Regions from separate parts of the Mus musculus genome. Here region 1 is linked to region 2. A link is a contact called in public HiCAR-type data. All regions are on one chromosome and are shown on one strand. Each heading gives the region's core, a stretch centred on a gene start, on an enhancer-like site or on the middle of the called end of the contact. The rest is flanking DNA. Distances are from core to core; before and after follow the strand shown. Region 1 overlaps Slc35b4 (solute carrier family 35, member B4). Region 2 overlaps Exoc4 (exocyst complex component 4).

What was found. HiCAR-type assays count read pairs that join an accessible place to other places.
Region 1: a HiCAR-type map of astrocytes shows a contact between it and region 2, with 4 times the contacts expected there. The contact joins two enhancer-like sites. A contact is called at or near these places in 2 of 115 datasets of contacts at active chromatin or transcription factors (astrocytes and embryonic stem cells) and 1 of 9 other capture datasets (embryonic stem cells).

What each region holds. Positions count from the first base shown.
Region 1 is chr6:34,150,018-34,156,134 of GRCm38.p6, forward strand. It overlaps Slc35b4 (solute carrier family 35, member B4), which reads right to left. Exons shown (of 10, transcript NM_021435.3): 10 at 5,862-6,117. Among named protein-coding and RNA genes, the nearest start is that of Gm13855, 24 kb to the right of the region's middle. Within about 2 kb of position 4,409, at least 87 of the 459 cell types and tissues checked have an H3K27ac peak or open chromatin away from gene starts, as enhancers often do. A contact at or near this core is called in astrocytes, where this site is marked.
Region 2 is chr6:33,290,733-33,297,716 of GRCm38.p6, forward strand. Exoc4 (exocyst complex component 4) reads left to right here. Exons shown (of 18, transcript NM_009148.4): 4 at 6,001-6,185. Among named protein-coding and RNA genes, the nearest start is that of Exoc4, 45 kb to the left of the region's middle. Within about 2 kb of position 4,104, at least 15 of the 459 cell types and tissues checked have an H3K27ac peak or open chromatin away from gene starts, as enhancers often do. A contact at or near this core is called in astrocytes, where this site is marked.

The DNA of each region.
Region 1 (6,117 bases), core at 3,159-5,658, 860 kb after region 2:
GCAGGTGTGCCATTTGTATAGCAAGTTCTGTCATTTTCTTCAACAACTTCCTGGAGTGATTGTACCAGCCCCACCCGCCCATCTGTCTCAGTGAGGGTTTCTATTGCTGTGGTGAAACATCATGCCCAAAAAAACAAGTTGGGGAGGAAAAGGTTTATTCATCTTACACTTCCACATTGTTCATCACCATGGGAAGTCAGGACAGGAACTCAAACAGGGCAGGATCCGAGAGGCAGGAGCTGATGCAGAGGCTATAGATGGATGCTGCTTTTTGGCTTGCTTCCTGACTTGTTCAGCCTGCTTTCTTATAGAACCGAGGACCACTTGACCAGAGATACACCACCCATAGTGGTCTAGGCCCTCCCCCATTGGTCACTAACTGAGAAAATGCCTTATAGCTGGATCTCATGGAGGCATTTCCTCAACTGAGGCTCCTACCTCTTATGATTCTAGCATGTGCCAGGTTGACAAACAAAAGCAGCCAGTACCCCATCCCTGTAAAGAATAAACTAGGTTAGAGGACTAAACTGGGGTTCCTGTTCCATGCAGCTCAAAACATAAGCCTGATGCATTTTTTTTACAAAAGGGGTGACAGTTTTCATTTCCTGACAGAATTGCATCTGCAATTGCATCTGCAGAGGTGAATGTGTTCTAGAGCCAGGACTGAGCAATAATCTAACACTAACTCCTGTTTAAATGGAGGGCATGAAGCAACCTAGTGGGTAATGGATAATGGATTTAACTTCATCAGTGCAAAGAATCTGAATCATGGAAACTGAAAACTCTTGCAATGATCCTTGCGGAATGGCTGAAGATTTGTTATCGAAGTATAAATCAGAGATGGCATTCAGCCAGGTAGATGAGATAACCCAATTAAAATGCTTTCTGGAACAGAACTTGGAGGAATGAAAAGAACAGTTAACGCACGCGTTAAACATCCTGTAAACTACAGAGACTTAAGCAAATCATTGTAAAAGCTGTGACTTATGCTCTGCTCCACATCTGATGGTTGTTGGCTAATGTTACAGACTTGAGCACTAGGGAAGATGGGTAAACCCTGGTGTAAACACCGAGGAACCGGTATGTCTTGTAACCAGATTTTTGAGGTGTTATTTTCTTGTTTGTTCTGGAGAACAGGATTCAAGCTCTGAGAGAACAGAATATGAATCGAAGCAAAACTAATGTTGAGGTCTGGGACTCACTGTATAGACCACACAAATACCAATCTCAGCCAAATAGGGATGGTTTATTGAATGCCACACCCCAAGACCAATGGATCAGGGCCATGTTCCGGACTTGGAAGTTGAACCATGACACTGAGTCAAGCTCAGTGCTACGGGGCTTTTAAGCCTGAAATACACAAACGTCTGTGCCAAGTTATTCCACCAGTCAGGATTTAGGGGTGGGGGTTTCCTTGGGAACATGTCTTTGTTGTACATTTATCCTGCTCCCATTGGTTGGGGTATTCAACTGTGGCAGGGGACTTGCTTTGTCTAACACACTCATGTCTTGTCAACCGGGATGGGACTTGTCTAACATTCGTGTCTTAACTTGCCAGCCAGGATATCGGTTCCCAGGCTGGTCTTGGGAAATTAAATTTTACTGGACCCCCTACTCAAAATGGAAGTCTTATTCCAAATAGCTTCCTATGTTAGTGAAGGTGTCTCTCTTATGTTGGGGGTCTAAGCTTACTGTACGTAACTATTCAAAGAGTTCTACTGCCTTCTATTGTGATCAGTTTCCAAGGACACAGAGTATAACAGAATATGTAATCAACATGGGCATGAGGACGTTTCCTAGTAACTAGCAGAAACAATGTGAGAAAGTTTCCTTATAATATTAATAACAGCACAAAATGGTAGGCTAGCCAGGTAACAGTTGCCTAGGCCTTAACATTCCATCTAGGCCTTAACAACTAACATGCTAAGAACACAGAGTCGAGGCTCATTGATGGCATTTAGCATATGGAGACCTAAGCCAGTGAGTAGATCGAAATCGAAGTCTTGCCTTGGGAGATAGCATGGGACAATCCTTAGAGCTCAGACTCCGGGGTCTAACAGCTCAAAACTCAGCTCCAACAACATATGAGCAACTGAGCTATGTACGTATGCTAGGTAGTTCTTCCACGCCTCAGTTTCCTAGTTAGTAAAACAAAACGAATTTCCCTCACAGTTGGTTTCCATTGAGAATATTATTATTTAATTACATGAATCAAATGTTAAGAGACTCGGGGAAACCCACACGGATGTGTTGTTCATGCAATCAACTTCATTCATTGTAATAAATTCTAGTGCTTATCATCATAAGATTTACTTGGATTCAGGACGCATTTGGGCTGCCGAGTCATCCATATGCTAGATCCTTAAAGTGCTGATTAAGAAACAATCATGTGTTAAAATAACTTCATTTTAATGATGAGGTGACTATATTAATTTGAAGATAAAGAACATCACTAAAAGCTTTGGCTGTTGACAAACCCACATGCCCACGTGTTTGTTTCTCCTGGGAAACAGACTTTTTGACAACAGAAAAACAAGTGGTATGCACCAGTCTTTGATAGTGCTTGACTGTTTCATTTAAGAAAGGGGTCAAAGGAAATGGATCCTCGTGACATCTCCCTAAGTGCTGGTTGCTCTTCTAGAGTGGCATCTGGAGCATGGTGTGTACAACTGGGTTTTGCTGCTGGTATCAGAAGTACAGGGCACTGTGTAAAAGAGCGCCCTGCTCATGGAAACACGCAGGTTGCTCACGAGTTGAACTAAACCATAATTTACCATCTTAAGAAGTCTCTCTTCTCAGGCTGGCAGTTCAGAACATTCTGGAGTTCAACACGCATTAACCCCTTTGGGCTTCAGCATACCGGGCTTTCAGAGGCCATTCCAGCTCAAAACTGTGGGTCTACTTAAAACACCCAGCTCAGCCTGAAAAAAAGTCTATTAAAACTGTTAAAAGGGGAGGTTTTTTGTTTGCACGTGTGGGTGGCTGCAGACTGAATGGCACACTGCTTGGAGCATGTGCGACTTCTGTGCTAGGATTTATGTAAAAGTAGTGTAGTCTGTAGAGAAAGGGGGCTAATCACACTGACTATTATAAAAGTCAATATACTGGAGAGATTCGCTGCAGACACTGCCGCAACCTTCTAGAACTCCAATGGCAGACCAATCTACTTTACTTTTGTGAAGCAGAAGCAGGCAGTAGCCTGGGGAGGGGCCTCTTACTGATCCAGCTGCGAAGCATCAGGAAGACAGGCTGCTGACAATGGTCCACAGCGAAGCATCCCGCCGCCACCATGTACAAGGTAAAAACAAGAGAGCTCTTGAAACCACACACGAGCCCTGAAGGCAATGGTGATTGGACACACCTGCAGGGATTTATCACTTTTATTAAGAAACAACGATTGCAAATTAAAGATAAAAACCAGATGTCTTATGAGTTTTTTTCAGAGGTGAAAAATGGCTCTTTACAAGAAATGACAGTAAAAAGGGCACATTCAGTTTGGCAAAACGTTCTATTCAAAGAGCCTCCCTTCCCTCCTTAACTGCTCAAATAGCTCCTATGGCTGGGAGTGAGGTCTGATATTTACACAGCTCAAAGTCTGAATGCTCACTAATGTCTTTGGGCTGTTCTACACACACGGCTGCTCTGTGCTCCCTCCAGCTCTGATCTTTGTTCTTAAAATGTACTACTCAATGAAGCGTTCCGAGTCTGGATGAATAAAATCCTCACCACCATAATTTGCTACTTTTCAAATCATCCTTCTTGGGAAGCTGAGGCCATTCTCTGGAAAGAAAGCAAACAGCTCGGAAATGCTCGCAATTGCGAGCAAAGCACAAAGGCTTTCTTGTGTTGCTGGGGGATAACCACTGCCTCCCACTTTGCCTGAGGAGTCTACCTTCCACCAGAAAAGATGTAAAATAACTCGTCTGTCAAAGGCATCATTACACGCCCCCCCCCTCAAATATGGGCGGTGTCTGGATGCAGACCAGGCCTTTTCTGCCTGTGGCTCTTTTGCTGCTTGCCTCATGGTGGTAATTTCCGTAGGCAAAGCTCAGGGGAAGAAGTTTGTGATACTCAGAGAAGACCAAGATACACAGCTCTCCAGACAGCAGTAATACTGACTGCAGGGTGCTGGTCACCAAGCAGCCACTTCAAAAACCCTTAGGACTCTAACAATCTGGTGAGTTTCTTCCTGAACATCAACTGTACATGGTAATATGCACACAAGCCTCTTCCCTCTTCCCTACCACCACGCATCAAGAGAGCAAAAAGCTGGGTAGCATTCTCTGGACCTCTCCCAATAACTGCTCCCCACTCTTTTTCTTCTTTGGAGCCACTGGGCTGTTCCCTTCCTTGGCTGTAAGGAACCATTATGGAGAGGGAGGAAGAGGCCTTGGCAAGCATTTACTTTCTCATGTAACACACGTCAGACACTTTGCCAGGAGCTGGCAGTTCAGAAATGAATTATGCATGCTCCCGGCCTCTTCCATTCCTGGAATGTCTACAGTGAGGAAACTTCTAAAAAAAAAAAAAGAATATACAATAAAATTGAGAAGGGCCAGCCTCCAATCCCAGCTCTGGTCATAGCAAACATATTCCAGTGCTTAAATACTGTAAATACTTATTTCCAAACACTACACTGGTAGTAATGAGCACATTTTCTCTATATTCTGTCAATGTCAGCTTCAAGTGCCACAGACAAGATGCAGTCAATAACTCTCAGCGGAAAGCCCAAAGCACTTTGTTTATGTAGCAGGAGTTCCTCCTAATTCTATCTGCCGCTAGCCAAAGAGAAGATCTGGGTGTCAGATCTTTAACACACGCTTTTTCCTCTAAGTACGCTATCTGCTCAGATACTGACTCCATTCCCCTTCCCCGACTTTAGGCTAAAAAGAGCCCAACTAGAAGGGACATGTAGCAGTGGTTCTCTGCTCCTGGGCTGAGCTGGACAAGAATACGCAGTCGGTTCAGATAAAGCTTCCATGCAAGCTCTCTGCCGAGTGCTTCCCATACACTGCACTCTTACTAGCGATGCTTACAGAAACACTAGACAAGGCATTCTAGATGGATATAAATACCCTAGAAAACTCCTGAAAATTACCACAAGCCCCAGGGACTCAACTGCCCAAGGGGATGCAGGTGCAGTCAGGAACCCAGGGGTCAGGAAGAGCAAAGGCACAAAATCCAAAAGCGGACCCCAGCATGGAGGAAAGCGGGCCCGGGAAATGACTGCAGGCTGAGACCCCTCAGAACTACCATGTGTTCCTCCCAGAACAGAAGAGGGCAGCCACAGGCAGCACCAACCACCCTGGCAGAGAACTGAGTGCTGGACTTTGGTCAGCTGGGCAGGAAGAAGGGGAAAGGATATGCAGAACCAACCTCATAAAATCAACTGTAAGTCTACCTAGTGTATTGGGTGAAAAGAAAACAAAAGAATCCACACTATCTATGGGGCCCTAGGTCTGATCCTCGGCACTGCGAGAAAAAAGTTTAAGAACTGAAAACATGTTTCTAGTGAAAGTGATAAAGACGGCGTCGGCAACAGCAGGTTGTGAGATAGTAAGTATAACCCAAGCGTCCACCCCTGTCCTGCCACCTCATACACGAGTCATGCTGCCGTGCGGCCGCAGACACACTACATTTCCCGGCTAGAGGCCTTTGCTATTTGGCTTTTGCTCTAGAGTTTTACATGTCTTAAGCTCTATTTTGAGACAAACGATATGCTCTGTCTCTGAACAAAGGTGTTTAATAGGCAGTTCTCTACATTCCATGGAGCCTGGTCCTTGGTAAAATGGCTTATTTGCCCTTTTAAAACCTTTACAGTCCACATGCTAAACAAACAAACAAACAAACAAACAAATGGCAAAGAGAAATGACTTTTATAAAGAGTGATTTTATGGATGTATCCAGAGATGGTCCTATTAAGGGGTTAGCTGGTGTAGGGAGGACAAACAGCATATGTGTGCTCTTATTTGTAGCTCCTGAGCTTTGTAGAGAGACATGAAACCACGGTGTGTATGCGATCTGAAGGTAGAAGGCAAAACTGTTCAGGGGAACAGCAGGACCTAACACGGGGAGAGGAGAGCTTGGGGGAAGTACTCAACTGCAGGGAAGTGTCCA
Region 2 (6,984 bases), core at 2,854-5,353:
TGGTGTCTCTGGCAGTCTACAGTTCACTCTCTCTTCAGGTAGATACTTGGGAGTAGGAGGCTATCTAGGAGAAGGAGGTTGAAGCCTCCTGCTTCTCCTCGTTTTTTGGCTTGTGTCTTAATTTCTTTTGGAGATAGTTGCTAATATCATTTATCTCTGTGAATATCTCTACCAAATTTTTTTAAAAAAACTATTACTTTCTTTTTTTTTTCTTTCCATTTTTTATTAGGTATTTAGCTCATTTACATTTCCAATGCTATACCAAAAGTCCCCCATACCCACCCACCCCCACTCCCCTACCCACCCACTCCCCCTTTTTGGCCCTGGCGTTCCGCTGTACTGGGGCATACAAAGTTTACGTGTCCAATGGGCCTCTCTTTCCAGTGATGGCCGATTAGGCCATCTTTTGTTACATATGCAGCTAGAGTCAAGAGCTCCGGGGTACTGGTTAGTTCATAATGTTGTTCCACCTATAGGATTGCAGATCCCTTTAGCTCCTTGGGTTCTTTCTCTAGCTCCTCCATTGGGAGCCCTGTGATCCATCCATTAGCTGACTGTGAGCATCCACTTCTGTGTTTGCTAGGCCCCGGCATAGTCTCACAAGAGATAGCTACATCTGGGTCCTTTCAATAAAATCTTGCTAGGGTATGCAATGGTGTCAGCGTTTGGGTGCTGATTATGGGGTGGATCCCTGGATATGGCAGTCTCTACATGGTCCATCCTTTCATCTCAGCTCCAAACTTTGTCTCTGTAACTCCTTCCATGGGTGTTTTGTTCCTAATTCTAAGGAGGGGCATAGTATCCACACTTCAGTCTTCATTCTTCTTGAGTTTCATGTGTTTAGCAAATTGTACCTTATATCTTGGGAATCCTAGGTTTGGGGCTAATATCCACTTATCAGTGAGTACATATTGTGTGAGTTCCTTTGTGAATGTGTTACCTCACTCAGGATGATGCCCTCCAGGTCCATCCATTTGGCTAGGAATTTCATAAATTCATTCTTTTTAATAGCTGAGTAGTACTCCATTGTGTAGATGTACCACATTTTCTGTATCCATTCCTCTGTTGAGGGGCATCTGGGGTCTTTCCAGCTTCTGGCTATTATAAATAAGGCTGCTATGAACATAGTGGAGCATGTGTCCTTCTTACCAGTTGGGGCATCTTCTGGATAAATGCCCAGGAGAGGTATTGCTGGATCCTCCGGTAGTACTATGTCCAATTTTCTGAGGAACCGCCAGACTGATTTCCAGAGTGGTTGTACAAGCCTGCAATCCCACCAACAATGGAGGAGTGTTCCTCTTTCTCCACATCCACGCCAGCATCTGCTGTCACCTGAATTTTTGATCTTAGCCATTCTGACTGGTGTGAGGTGGAATCTCAGGGTTGTTTTGATTCACTTGATCTTCGACAAGGGAGCTAAAACCATCCAGTGGAAGAAAGACAGCATTTTCAACAATTGGTGCTGGCACAACTGGTTGTTATCATGTAGAAGAATGCAAATCGATCCATACTTATCTCCTTGTACTAAGGTCAAATCTAAGTGGATCAAAGAACTTCACATAAAACCAGAGACACTGAAACTTATAGAGGAGAAAGTGGGGAAAAGCCTTGAAGATATGGGCACAGGGGAAAAATTCCTGAACAGAACAGCAATGGCATGTGCTGTAAGATCGAGAATTGACAATGGGACCTAATGAAACTCCAAAGTTTCTGCAAGGCAAAAGACACCGTCAACAAGACAAAAAGACCATCAACAGATTGGGAAAGGATCTTTACCTATCCTAAATCAGATAGGGGGCTAATATCCAACATATATAAAGAACTCAAGAAGGTGGACTTCAGAAAATCGAACAACCCCATTAAAAAATGGGGCTCAGAACTGAACAAAGAATTCTCACCTGACGAATACCGAATGGCAGAGAAGCACCTGAAAAAATGTTCAACATCCTTAATCATCAGGGAAACTATTACTTTCTTAATAACATTTCTTTAATGAAGTAGTTGCTCAGAGTTCAATTCCCAGCAACTATATGGTAGCTCACAACCATCTGTAATGGGATCCGACTCCCTGTTCTGGCATACAGACATAAGTACATGTGTACATGAAGACAAAGCACTCATATACATAAATAAACAAGTCTTAGAAAAATAAAAATAAAAAAGCAACTTACATCCTTCCAACATACCATAGCACATAATACACATTGCTATTCTGAAAAGGAGGAACGGGAGCATGTAGGGAGTCCTAGACCAAAGCAACACTGAAATCCCGCAGGACAAACTCCAGATTCTTAGAGGCTTTTTCCCGTCTCCCACTCCTTCCAGCTTTGTTGGTTACAACAAGTTTTTCTCCTGGGCTGGTTTCACTTCCTGTTGTGTTTCTCCGTGGTAGCCACCTCATAGCTTTGGCACATCCAACATCTTGGGTCTCCTATGCAGTCTAGACTTCACTTTCACAGCTTCAAGTAATAGTTTCTTCAGGCAGGAATTCCTTGTCACAGGTCTGGCCTTAGTGGCTTTCCTTGACTGGAGTAGAAGATTACACAACCTATATCCTCTTGACTCTAAATCCAGAATCACCTGACCAAATCCGCCAAATTCTGCTTGCTGGGGCTGGAGTTCTGGCCTCCTCCTTGAATAACATTTGCAGTAAACTTTCCTTGTTGCTTAGACCTAGGAGATCAATAGCTTTCAGGATTAAGCAGGTCTGGGCTTGCCCTGAGATCATTCTGGGCTTCATTTAGTATCAGGCTTTTTAAAAACCACTCTTCTGTTTCAGCTGCTCCCTTTTTCCTCAGACTGTGCATTTTATGTTTCACTTTACCCCGCTTGCTACTTTTCATTGTGTATTTGCATTAAGAGAGATCACTAATAGCCATGCGCCACAGTCAGTATATGCTACCTTGAAATTTCTTCTGCCAAAGCAATCAATCTAAGACTCTTCAATTTAGTCTCCAGCAGATTTTAAGGACAGGGCAAAAAGCAGCCACGTTCTTTGTCAAAATATCACAGACTGGCCTCTAATATTCCTCTCCTCTGAAGCCTCTTGAGCTGGGCCTCCATAGTCTACAGTGCTCTCAGTACTACTGCCTTCCATGTTTCTGCTAGGGCGTTCATTAAGCCCTGCTTACAGCATTCTTTTTTTTTTCTAATCCAAAGTCCCCAAATCTTCCATATTCTAAACAGCAGCTTGGTCAGGCCTGTCACAACAGTACCCTAACTTACCAGGATGCATGGCCACTGGCAAGTTGCAGGTAGGGAGAGAATGAAAAAGAGCCTGGCATGGACCTTTGAAACCTTAAAGTGCACTTCCAGTGACACCGTCCTCCAAGAGGGCCACACTCACCAACCCTTCTTAAGCAGTTCCACAAGCTGGACCTTGACACTGAAGCCTGTGAGCCTGTGTGGCTATTCTTATTCAAGTCACCACAGGCACTGTTCTCAATTCTTCTTTAGGTTGAGATTTGTAAAGTTTGAAGTTCTAGGACTACCCTTGTGTGTGTATGTTCATGTGTATACAAATTATATTTGGTTTCAAGGGAACATAGTCAGAAAACTTGTTTAAATGACTACAGTGGGGTCCTGAAGAACACTTGCTCAAGTGCTGTATTGAATAAGTAGGTACTGTTAAAAATAATTTCTGTGAATACTGTTTGCCAGGCATAGTGTTGTTTTTACCTGAAGTTTATTTATTTATTTATTTGATTGAAGGGCTTTGGAAGCTGTCATTGTTATGTGAGTTTGTGTTTGGGGTATGAATTAAATCTCTTCATGCGAATTCCTACAAGCAAATCAAGTGTGGCTGTGCAGTGGGTGGCTTTTAAGCTTAACTATTTTGGTTGGATTTAATTACCTTGAGGGATAAGGCTACACGATGGGCCAGTGGTTTACCAAATTATGTTTTATTTTCTGGACCTAGATGTCACTGAAGGTTAATGCGTCCTCTTTTCTTCACTAGAGACTTGAGTTAAAAAAATCCATTTTAGGGCGTGAGTATAAATGAATTTGTTGTTGCTTTTCCTCCCTTGGGGACACTTTGGTCATTTTAAGAGTCTGCCTTTCCATTTGGAATTACTGGCAGGTTGCCCAGGACCCAGGGGCTGTCATAGCAGGGGCAGTTGCAAGTCAGTGTGAGAATGTCTGGGCAGGCTTCAGAGGGCAGAGCTGGCCCAGGGCTTGTCAATCTTCCACTCTTTGATTCTTTCCTGCTTTAAACTTAAGGAAACTCATTTGCTGCTGACATTTGATTGCAGCACATCACAAAACAAGTGATGTGTTTATGGGTGAGCCATTACACTTTATTATTATTATTTTTAAGTTGTTTTGGGCTGGTTTGTATTTGACAGCCACAGAGCTTTCTGTATTCATTGTCTAGAAGCTTTCAGGTGTCTTCTTAGACCGCTATAGATCTGTGATTAGTACTTCTTATTACCAAAGCATTCCATGACTTTCCTGTTTGAGACAGGGATTCTCTGTGTAGCACTGGATGTCCTGGACCTCGGTTTGTAGACCAGGCTGGCCTCCAACTCATAGAGATCCGCCTGTCTCTGCCTCACAGGTACTGGGATTAAAGGTGAGTGCTACCACCATCTGACTCATTTCATGACTTTCATTAACTATTGCTTTTATGTGAATGATTTAGTGTTGAGGGTCATTTTGTCTCTATAATCAGATTAAATGGGGTCACCCCGTTGTAAATGGTGTTATTACTTCTTTAGCTACCTCTGCCTGAAAGAAGCATAACCCAAGCTGGCGATAGCCATACACCTGGATTCCTCAGAGCGTGTGAGCTTTATTTCTCATCAGGATTTCTTATGGCTTCCTTTTCTTCTTTCTCATCTTTCCCCTCCACCGTGTAGCCTCAAGTTCCCCTCTTTAACCCCCCCCCCCCCCACTCCTGAGTAGTAATACTTAGAATCTACTCTTCACTTTTTTCCTTTCCAGATATAAAAGATCATTAGCACCTAGAGAATTAATTGTACTTACACAAAGAAGGCGATCACACCTCACGTGCTCCTTCCCACTCTGCAGTTATCACTTGGGGTTTCAAAGTCAGCTTAGATCCCGAGGCTCTTTCATCCTTTCTCTGTTATAGGCATTCCTTTACGATTTCTTTCATTCAGTCCTTCCTGCTTTGAAACCTCTCAGCCATCAGAGCATCTCCTTTGTACTGTACCTTCAGTTCTCCATTTTTGTCCCCCCTTTTCAATCAGATTGGATCAGGTTCTCCTCAGAGGTCATGATTGCTACTTCTCACCTGTAGAATGCATGCAAAAGTGCATTTACTTCCACATGCTTGTGCATGTGAGAACATGAGGACAGCCTGGTTCTTTATAGGTATATGCGTGACCTCAGCTAACAGAGCTATCTGGCTTATGCTCACCACGAGAATAAGCTATTAAAAAAGTATTCTTTGCTTTAATTTTAGTTGTAAGGAGAAACTTTTATTAAGAAGTTGGTTTCAAGCTAGTGTGGTGTTTCATTGCTAGGAAGCCTGAGGCAAGAGGGGTGTGGGTTTGAAGCTACCTGGGGCCACATAGTTAGATCCTGTCTCAAAAAACAAAACAAAACAAAACAAAACAAAACAAAACAAACCAAACCAAACAATCCAAACAAAACAAAATACCACCCTCGAAGAAGTTGATCTCAGCCATAGGCATTGAGATTCTAGTGAAAATATGAATGGATGTAGTTATTTTACATGTGTTTTGGACACGCAGTATGTGGGGGAGTAAACAGCACCTATGGCTTTGCTGTGTTGCTTTATGTGCCTTATGCATTTCTTTGTCAGGATTTTCTTTTCTTTTTCTCTTTTGTTGTATTTATCTTAGCAAATCCTTAAGGGCCTTACTAGGTTAGTCCACACAATACTCTGTAGTCTGATATTGCACACACAGTTCTCATCACTCCTTTTAGATGGTACTGTAAAACCCACTCTTTCTCTTTATGGGGCTGCAAGACTCTTTACATATACTTATTTGGCTTTCTTGTCCTTTCTAGGTGTCAGCAGTGGAGTCCCTGGAGGGTCCACTGCTCCAGGTGGAAGGGCTCAGTGATCTCAGGCTGGAACTTCACAGCAAGAAGATGAACCTGCACTTGGTTCTCATAGAGGAACTGCACCGCCATCTGTATATCAAATCCACTAGCCGGGTGGTACAGCGTAACAAGGAAAAGGGGAAGATGAGGTTGGTTACGGGGCCCGTCTACTACAATGTCTTGTGGCAGTAACATTATTTGGAGTAACATTCTCTGAATTCCAGAATACTGTGATTCATTTTCCTTACCCTGTAATATATATACTGTCTTCAAACTCATAGAAGGTTTTATAATAGAAAATATGCCATATTCAGAGAGGGTAACATCAGTTTGTTCATTCATTCATTGTGTATTGTTCTGGTCCTCTTATATAAGGATATGTAAGAACATGTCCTGTGGGCCTGTTGTTCCTTATGGATCAGAGACATTCTTGTGCTCTCAGAAGGAACTGAGAAAGAACTTCAGTTAAACTGTGAAGTCATCAATGTTTGAAATACTGAGATCTACGAACTGAAGTTGAAGATTTAGTAGGGTCTTCTCAGCTTTAGCTGATTTGTTCTGGAGGAGCTCAAGAGAAGTTTAAGGAAGAAACTTGGCTTTGAATCCTTGACTTGTAGCACAGCCCTATGTTTTACAGTCCAGGTAGGCTCAGGAAGACCGTTACGTTAGTGTAAATATGGAGTGGAGTCAGGCTAGGGCTTAAGATGGTCGATCATTGCAGTTATGTGATTGCTGCACACAATGGCCGTCCTTCTTATATTCCTAGAGAGAATGTAAGAACTTTTCCGAAGGTCTGTCATGCACTGTCTACTGAAATATTCACATTTATGCCTTCTTATCCAGCTGTATACTAGGCGAGCACGGGAAGTGGTGCATGCTGGGTGGTGTCCTGTGCTAGGTGGTGCTTCTGTGTAACCAGAGACTGGACATTGAAAGGGAAAGGTCTAC